2 separate regions of the Mus musculus genome follow, and region 1 is linked to region 2. The links are chromatin contacts, called in public Micro-C maps. All regions are on one chromosome and are shown on one strand. The core of a region is the stretch at or near the end of the contact, and the rest is flanking DNA. Distances in the headings are between cores, read along the strand shown. Region 1 has its middle 50 kb from the start of Gm40061. Region 2 has its middle 55 kb from the start of Rap2b.

What was found. A called contact is a pair of places that touch in the nucleus more often than the background predicts.
Region 1: a contact with region 2 is called in a Micro-C map of muscle stem cells, with 5 times the contacts expected there. The contact joins two enhancer-like sites. A contact is called at or near these places in 4 of 484 Hi-C or Micro-C datasets (adipose-derived mesenchymal stem cells, embryonic fibroblasts, embryonic stem cells and 1 more) and 1 of 115 datasets of contacts at active chromatin or transcription factors (fibro-adipogenic progenitors).

The regions. Positions count from the first base shown.
Region 1 is chr3:61,440,243-61,444,810 of GRCm38.p6, reverse strand. No RefSeq gene overlaps it. Among named protein-coding and RNA genes, the nearest start is that of Gm40061, 50 kb to the right of the region's middle. Within about 2 kb of position 3,035, at least 58 of the 459 cell types and tissues checked have an H3K27ac peak or open chromatin away from gene starts, as enhancers often do. A contact at or near this core is called in adipose-derived mesenchymal stem cells and muscle stem cells, where this site is marked.
Region 2 is chr3:61,307,210-61,311,653 of GRCm38.p6, reverse strand. No RefSeq gene overlaps it. Among named protein-coding and RNA genes, the nearest start is that of Rap2b, 55 kb to the left of the region's middle. Within about 2 kb of position 2,248, at least 15 of the 459 cell types and tissues checked have an H3K27ac peak or open chromatin away from gene starts, as enhancers often do. A contact at or near this core is called in adipose-derived mesenchymal stem cells and muscle stem cells, where this site is marked.

The DNA.
Region 1 (4,568 bases), core at 1,786-4,285, 130 kb before region 2:
GCGACCGCTGCTGCTGAGGCTGAGGCCGCCTCTCACGCCAGGCGGACTCCTGTCCTCTGGTCCGGACGGTGGCCGGCTGTCTGCAGCCCGCCAAGGGTGCTGCCTCAGCGGCTCTGTGCTTCCGCCTATCCCAGAAGCTGTCTGGTTCTCTGGCGCACCCTCTCACCTGTTCAGACTAATTTCCTAAGTTCTGCTGAGTCCCGGAACCAGGATGGCAACCGCTGCTGCTGAGGCTCCCTAAGCATTTCTTTAATTCCTTTTCACAAGTTGGAAGTTTAGTTGAGTGGGATCTTGCTCTGAGGTCACAACTCCCTTTATTCCACCTAGCATCTGTCTTTTCTTTAATCTTCTTATTGCCTTGAACATAGGACTTTGTTCCATTAGACTTCCTGGTGCTCCTCTCTTCTCAAACTGTACATTTTGTATTTTCCCTTGCTCAGTTTGCTCCTTTCCATTATAAAAGTTTAGTTGATTTATTGTCATGGTGGAAAGCATGACAGCGCTCAACCAGATGGCAGGAAGAGAGTGAGACACTGGACCTGGCTTAAGTATCTGAGACCTGAACGCTCACCCCTAGTGACACACTTTATCCAACCAAGCCATACCTACTGCAACAAAGCCGCACACCCTAACAGTACCACTCCCTATGGGGGCCACGTTTATTCAAACAACTACACTCAGTGACAATGACCAGGGAGATGATAAGTCTAGCATTATTAAAACCATAATCCCCAGAGGCACCACAGTTCTGCCTTCTCTTCAGTCCATAGCACCTCCTTGTGTAAGTCAGAGCAAAGCCCTCTTACCTCATTGTGTGTTAGGAGAAAATCTGTTATTTTCTCAGTTGTCTATGAGCAAAATGAGGGTTCATTTAGCAGAATAAGTAGGGATTTTTCCAGGCACACTGGAACATAAAAACCCATGGCCTTTGGGCTATGAACCTTCTTCCTGGTTCTTCACTAGTCCTTAGAGCAAAACCACTTCAGCACCTTCCTTCAAAGGACTCAGACTGTCTACAGGCTCCATGGGGCAAAGGTACAAACTGTCCTTGTCATTGCCTATTCACCTCACTCTAGCTATATACAAAACCATTTCCACTTGACCAAACCTACCATCCCTGGACTCCCCTGGCCACCATGACCAAAATATACCCCATGCAAAATACCCAAGAAACTAGCCCATCTAAACTCAGAATTAACATACATCCCTACAGGAGAAAAGTCCTTTGCCAAGGCCGTTTCATAAGTTTGTTCATTATGAATCTCCACAAATAAAGCTTGAATTGTCTCTTCATCATTAAATATTGATAACTTCATCAGCCTAGTATCTGGAAATATAAATAGCAAAGCAGTGTTAGAGAAAATCATGTTTGTAAAGCATTATTGATCTTTCCAAAAAGGAAATTATATTAATGATAATACTACTGGTATTCCCAAAGATAAGTTCAAATGAGAAATCCACCTTTTTAAACTACAAAACATACACAAAATGTTTTTAATACTAATTATTTGAAATTAACATATCCCTACAGTCATATGCATTTACTAGCTGTGGAGAATTTATAAGTAACTGATGATCACAGTCTAACAGTTAAGTGTGTATATTCCACAGGGAACTCTCACACTGTACTGGCTAGTTTTGTGTCAACTTGGCACAGCTGGAGTTATCACAGAGAAAGACGCTTCAGTTGGGAAAGTGCCTCCGTGAGATCCAGCTGTAAGGCATTTCCTCAATTAGTGATCAAGGGTTTCAGGTCCCTTGTGGGTGAGACCATCTCTGGGCTGGAAGTCTTGGTTCTATAAGAGAGCAGCCTGAGCAAGCCAGGGAAGCCAGCCAATAAAGAACATCCATCCATGGCCTCTGCATCAGCTCCTGCTCCCTGACCTGCCTGATTTCCAGTCCTGACTTCTTTCAGTGATGAACAGCTGAATAAACCCTTTCCTCCCCAATTTGCTTCTTGGTCATGATGTTTGTGCAGGAATAGAAACCCTGACTAAGACACACATCTTTGAGTGAAGGTTTTAGTATTGAACTTTAAACAATGATCAGAAACATGAAGCTTTACAGAGGAAGCCTTACATAATTATATGCGAGCTTGGGAAGAAAAGAGACTACTTAGATCAGATTTTGCCTGCTACTACAGTGAAAATAAGAACAAGGTATTCAGGTACCTATTACATAGCCAGTCTGCCAAGTGTGAGCTTGTTGCACTAATCTAGATTGCTTCAGGAATGGTGACATAAAGCCAACACAAATCATAGGCCTTTGTGTACTCTGCTTGCTTGGTGACTCCTGCTGGTTTGCTAATGTGGAAATGTTCCCAACCAGATGGGAAATGCCACCTTTCTGAAGACAGGAGACTTCCTCAAACTGTAGACTAAATAAAATATGAGGTCCCTTTTCTGATAATGGAGAAGTGACAATCCCTAAACAGGTAGACAGGCAGAGATGTTTGTGGAGAGACTCAGGTCAGAAGCAGCAAGAGAAGGCACAAATGAAAATGTGAAGTCTATGAGCATTTAGCACTGCAGCAAGGTTATCATCAGGACAGCTCACCACATGTGTGACGTGCCCAATATGAACTTCCTTAAGGTTACCAGAGGAGTCAGTCTTGATCAGTGTCAGATCCAGACCAAACAGTTCTTCATCACCTCCCTGACTTCTCCTGTGCCTTAAATTCCAACAATATAGACTCATTCTTTCTCTTCACATGGTTTCCCATAGAAAATGAAAGCCAGCCATGTGAATGTCAGATTTTTGAGACAACTCTCCCAAATATACATATCTAGTCCCTTCATGACTATTTTGTTGAAGAAATTTGAGAAAATTCTATGTATTTTATTACTTTTTAGTACTGATAATACTAAAAGTTATACTAAATAAAAATCACCTAAAATCACATTGCAGACAAAGCTTTATATAATTATTGCTGTTGAGTTCAATATTTGCAAAGTTCTGACGAGGAAATACTAAGGAATGCTTTTTAGCATCCAGAATACTGCAACATGAACTCACCATGAATCATCAATGTCTGGAATTGTGAACAATGTGATCAGCAGCCAGGAAGCCAGGAATAGTTACTGGGTGACTGGAGCCCTTGTCATGGCAAGTACTTATTGAAAAAATAGTAACTAAGCAATACCAGCAGTGTCAGGATTTTCGTGGTTAGTACAACCATTAGAGAAGGACATTTCCTATTCTACGTATTTCACAATTTTATCTATCAAGAGGAATCAAATATAGAACACATTGAGTCTGTGAGGAAGGAAACATTTGGTCAGCTGATGAATTGTACAGTTCAGGAAGTAGTCAATGGAATTGGACTGAGCGTTGAAGTGTGAGTCGCATTTTGGGGCACAGAAGGAAAAGGCCAAAAAAAAAAGAAGAAGAAAAAAAAAAGGGAGTGAGCAAAGGGGAGCAGCTGCTAAAGCATACCACACCAGCACTGGGAGAATCATCTGGAGCCTCTGCAGACCAGTGCCACATGAAGCAATAAACCAGGGAGCAACACTCCTCAAAGGGAAGTATTGTGGACCAGAACTATCTTCCAAATCACAGCTAGGAGACATTGACAAAAACCTGATGCCACCCAGCCAGCTGATGAGAAGACTGCTTCTGACTACCCATTGACCAAAAAAAAAAAAAAAAAAAAAAAAAAAAGACTTGACATTGACATTTAGAGGCCTAGTAAATGAATTAAAGATTGCCTTATTATCCAGTATTCTAGCCCTCTGTTGATTCTTGCTAACAATGCAAATGTGTTCTAGCATTGACACAAGGGTGGCTACTCAGATGTTGTGCTGTTAGAAGCATCATTGACTGATGCTCAAGATGCTATACCCCTGGACCTAATCATATCCAAGCTCAGTTACGTTTATCATGTATGCTCATAGTTGACAGATAAGCCTACTAAGCATACTTATGTAAACCCATTTTCATGACATGGAACTTTCTGGATGCTTAGGAAATATTGGCACACAGTTCCCCATGTACCTGGCTAAACATTTCTTGGAGGTTTGATACAGACTCTCCCTGCACACACTTCCCTCCTCTTCTAAGTCTTCTTCATAGACACACCAGCAGAGTGACCTGATGACCCACCCCTGTCTTTCCAGTACCATGTCCCTTTACTATTTATGGACTTTTTTTTTTTCTGATTCCTTTCCAACACAGCCAATTCTGGCTTGGTATTTGTTTCTTAGGGAACCCAACTAACACAGTCAGCCAGCCATGATAAAAACCCATTCTAAGGTTCTATTCTGTTGTGTTTTGCAGGAAGTTTATCTCTCAGAAGTATCCCAGGGCTCAGCTATGATTCTAAGAGAAAGACTTTCCTTTCCAATGCTGACATGTTCTAGGTATCAAGTAGGATACCCAAAGTTACCCTATATCCTAAATGTACTTCAGTATGAAAAAAGTCAATATTAGATTAAGGGATTTAAAAAGAAATTAACTTCTAGAGATTTAGCACTCGATGTGAAGAGTTTAGAAATGCACAAGCAGGATGGGAGAGGATAAAATAGAACCAGAACACCAGAGCCTAGAAGAGGTCACTACTGAGATTTTGC
Region 2 (4,444 bases), core at 999-3,498:
ACAGATGATTCATTGTTGAAAAAACCCACATTTTTGATATCAGAAGTTTTATAGATGTTGGCTTGGGAGTATGTAGTTTCCTGTAGACCACCAACCTACTTTGTCAGAAGCTTTGGATAATACTCCTAATGTGTTCAAAGGAAATGAAGTGAAACTATGAAAAGAAAATTATATTTTTTTGGCTATCAATTCACACACACACACACACACACACACACACACACACACACACACACACACAGAGTTTGACAATAACTCCAGATCATTATCATGCTAAGCTTTTCTAATGGAATTATTTTGAATATATTTAGTATAATAGTGACTATAAGTTATTTGGCACAGTGCCTGACACATAATGACTCAACAAATGTTAGTTGCCTTCCCTGAAAACTGCAAGCTTCAAAGACCATCCTGTTTCTGTAGCTCCTGGCTGGCTCTCCTGGGCTTTTTCAGAATGCCAGCAGGGAATATACTTATTTAAAAGATTGGCCATAATGGTTATTTCTCTTGACTCTGTCAAATCCCGTTCGCTCTTTCAGGATCTGCCTCTGTGTGTTTATGAATTCATAAGAGCAAGATAATGAAAATGCTTTTAAATTTAAAAATAGTTTCCACAATTCTAATGCTTAGCAACTAAGCATTAAAGGGGAAAGGAAAAACACAGTGGCACTCTTTCCTTTAAAGCTCCCCTGTTCATGGAACCGTTTCTATCTCAGGTGTTTCAAATCAACAACCATCAAAGCAATGCATATTAACCAAGACCTCTACCATGGACAGTGTTTATCTATTTAAACTGATGGGCCCACATGAAATATATATGGTAAAATGAATATTGACTCCCAGAAGGGTGTATACAGTAGCTCCAAATGGAACCAGGGGGCACTGCTTTGTTACTGTGCCATGAAGGTTACTGCTGCAAACGCTGTTTCAAAAATGCTTAATAGTAATAATAAGTGAGTTTAGTTTATGAAGTTTAAATGTGTTCCAGCAGAGCAGTATCCCATCAGAGACACAGCCATTAGCTTTAGTTTTGAGTCAATGGCCAGGCAACGCCGCCGCTTTATGGAAATTAAAGAGATGGACCTCAAGCAATCAGAAAACACTACTTTCTGGAAGGTAACTACTGAGTGCTTCAGCTATCTGCATCTCACACCTGAGACTTGGATAATTAGCATACTAAATGTCAGAAGTGTTTTTTTTATAATCTGGGGAAATTCATGGTTTATTTATAGGCATGATGAATGTTTGAAATGGGCCATCACTAGTGACTGTAAATGTATTCATGACTTGCTAAGGCATTTTAGAAACTTTCTATCTTTATAAATCCAGGGAAGCATGAATGTGCCTGTGTAGCACAGAGGGCTCCAATCTTGTCTCTTTAACAACCTTGTGTTTCTTTGCTGATTACAGGTTTAATAGCGGTTCATAGGAGAGGGGAAGCAGAGGTCTCTGCCTGTGGATTCTTGTTTGCCAGGCCCATCTTCAGTGAACTTCCATGCAGAACACCTAACATAGATACAGAAAGTTGCAAGAGCTGTTTGTGAATCTGGTTTCTAATGCTTATTTGCTAAGTAAGTATATATTCATATGTGGTTTGCTGTCATTGTAAAGCAGGAGTCAGCTTATTAAAACAAAGCCAACCCTTTTCCACCCAAAGCTTTCAAGGTCTCTTAGACCTACGTCTAATCTAGGGGGCTTAGGTCAGTCATAACAATGCTTTAGGGGAGTCTTTCCTTGGATTTTTGTCATCATTTTCTATTGGAATGTTATGATGAGTCATAGACCAAAAATATGTGAATATTAATCAAACAGGGCCAATCTTTAACAATGTTTAATTAATTATAATCATTAAATTTTAAATCAAGTTGTTGCCCTGATAACACTATATCCCAAGTTTTTATAGCACAGACAAGAAAAAAACTACATAAAACATGCTTGAAAATCTTAATGAGTTATGAGAATATTTTCTCACAGAGAGGAAGTTGGGGACCAGAACTTCAGCCTTAGTTAAATTTCAAAATCCATTTTGCCTGGAACACTGGGTTTGGCAGAAAACAAAATACTTTTGCCAAGTTCCCTCTTTCCAATCATTGAAAGACACATGTTCTATGAAGGGAATTTAATACATATGTTTCCCATAATTTAAAAAAATATATATTTTGCTAGTAGATTTTTCTGGGCTGAAGGAACTGAAACTGAACATCTTAGTGACACAACCACAAGACTGTTGAAATTAATAAGTACCTAATCAAGTATGATGGAATAGAATTTACTCAGAGGAAATGGATTTTAACAGGAACTGTTAGACGGAATAGGAACAGGAGGAGCACAGGTTGATTATATTTGTTATTAGTGAGATTTTTAGACTTAGGAATATGGGGAGGGCTAAAGAATGAAGTAAATATTCACCAGACAAACATAAATTCAGATCTGGAAGATCATATTGACAAGCTGACCCCCCCTTTTAGGTTCAGTTTCTACTTCTGTAAGATTTAAGCATGGCTGTTTGCTGTCCAATCCCAAGCCATCCATATTGAGCGGTGCTTTTCTATTTGACCAGTTGTCATTGTCTAGTGTTTCAAAAGTTTTTTTTTTTTTTTTCTAATGGAACTGCATGCAATGACTCAGATTTTTATCAATGTAACATAGCAGTTGCTGCCTTTTGTGAGTGTAAAATACCCAGGATTACAAAAATGCTTGGCTAAAGCATCAGGAATTTCATGAGTCAACTTAGGCAAGTTGACTGGTTTAGCTTATTCTTTCCATGAGGCACTTTAAAACCTAGGCAGTCCCAGTTGGTTGCATGAGGATAATTGGATCCAAAAAATAAATAAATAAAAATAAAAAATAAAGGACCTTTAAAAGGGATCCCATGTAAAATAGTAACGACAGCCTGGGAAGATGACATTTCAATTTAAGTTAAATTTATTTTTGCTTTATTTATACTTTGAGCTAAGTTAATATATACTGAAAGACACCCCGAATGACGAATGACAAAAGTGACATATTACTTCAGCTTTTCTTGGTATCTTTTCATGTAAATCTTTACCTCATATTCAATGTTTGTGTAAACTCAGAGGAAGGACACTTTGAAGGAGAAGCAAGCGGAAGTCTTTCTCAGCCCTATGACATGCAAGCCTTTTTCTTTCCATGACCTCATGATTCTGGTCCATGATTCTTCAAATCTGCTATTTCCTGCCGTGTCGGTGGGCCTTTGAGAGCTCCAACACCATGTGATGTCAGAAAGAATGAAGACACAGATGACAAAGACAAGGCTCTGTCTCTTGCTTACATGAAAATAGTAACTTGCTTCCACAGGATCCACTCACAAGTGACGAGTTTTGTTGTTGTTTGTTTTGTTTTGCTTTGCATTGCTTTGCTTTTATACTACAATAACTCTCTTCTTTATGCAATGTTGTTACTGATGCTTTTCGTAAGGGGTCAGAGTAAAGATGCATCTTATATTAAGCTCTGGGACATTTCCAGAAGTGAAATAAATTCACTTCTTGTCTGTTTTTGCATTGAAAAATTTTTTTCCCGGCTAGTCTCAGAGGTTTATATTGGGAATCATAGGTGATTACTAGAACCTGTATGGATTTTGAATTTTTCATTTTGTTACCCGTTCCTATTTCTCTTTCCTTTTTAATTCTGATCTGAAAACTGAGTATCTGTTGAAAGGTATTGAGTTTAGGGTTCAAACGGGACATTGAGAGTGGTTGTCCTTTTAGGTCAGAGATTTATTAAAATTCACTGATGCCCTAGATGTGTAGAGAGACAGGCAGCAGCCTGGAGGGTCTGGGGTGAGAGTTTCCTGTCATTTGTAAGGTTGCTGTTATCTGATTTTCTGAAACACCATAGCCAGTTACTACCGAAGTAGTTCCAGCCTCCTTTGGGAATTGACAAGGGGAGGGGTGCTGGAGACTGGAGCCAGGGCTCCAGTCCTCTGTTCCGTTCTATACCCCATTTTTTGATTGGGTTGTTTGGTTGTTTTATTCCCAGGAGGGGAATAAAATTTGGTGGTTAGCTTCTTGAGTTCTTTATATATTTTGGATATTAGCCCTCTATTGGATGTGGGTTAGTGAAGGCTTTTTTTCCCCAATCTGTAGGTTGATGATTTGTCTTATTGACCATATCCTTTGACTTACAGAAGCTTTACTGAGACTACAGAGTGCTCACAAAAAGGGCCCTATCATGACTGCTCTCCGAAAGACCCAACAAACAGCTGAATGAGTCAGATGCAAGATGCAGATATATGCACCCAACCCATGGACAGAAGCTGCTGACCCCTGTGGTTGAATTAGGGATAAGCTGCAAGAACCTGGGAGGAGGGCAACCCTGTAGGAGAACCAGCAGTCTCAATTAACCTGGACCTCCAAGATCTCTCAAACACTGGACCACCAACCAGGCAGCATACACCAACTGATATGAGGCCCCAACACACATA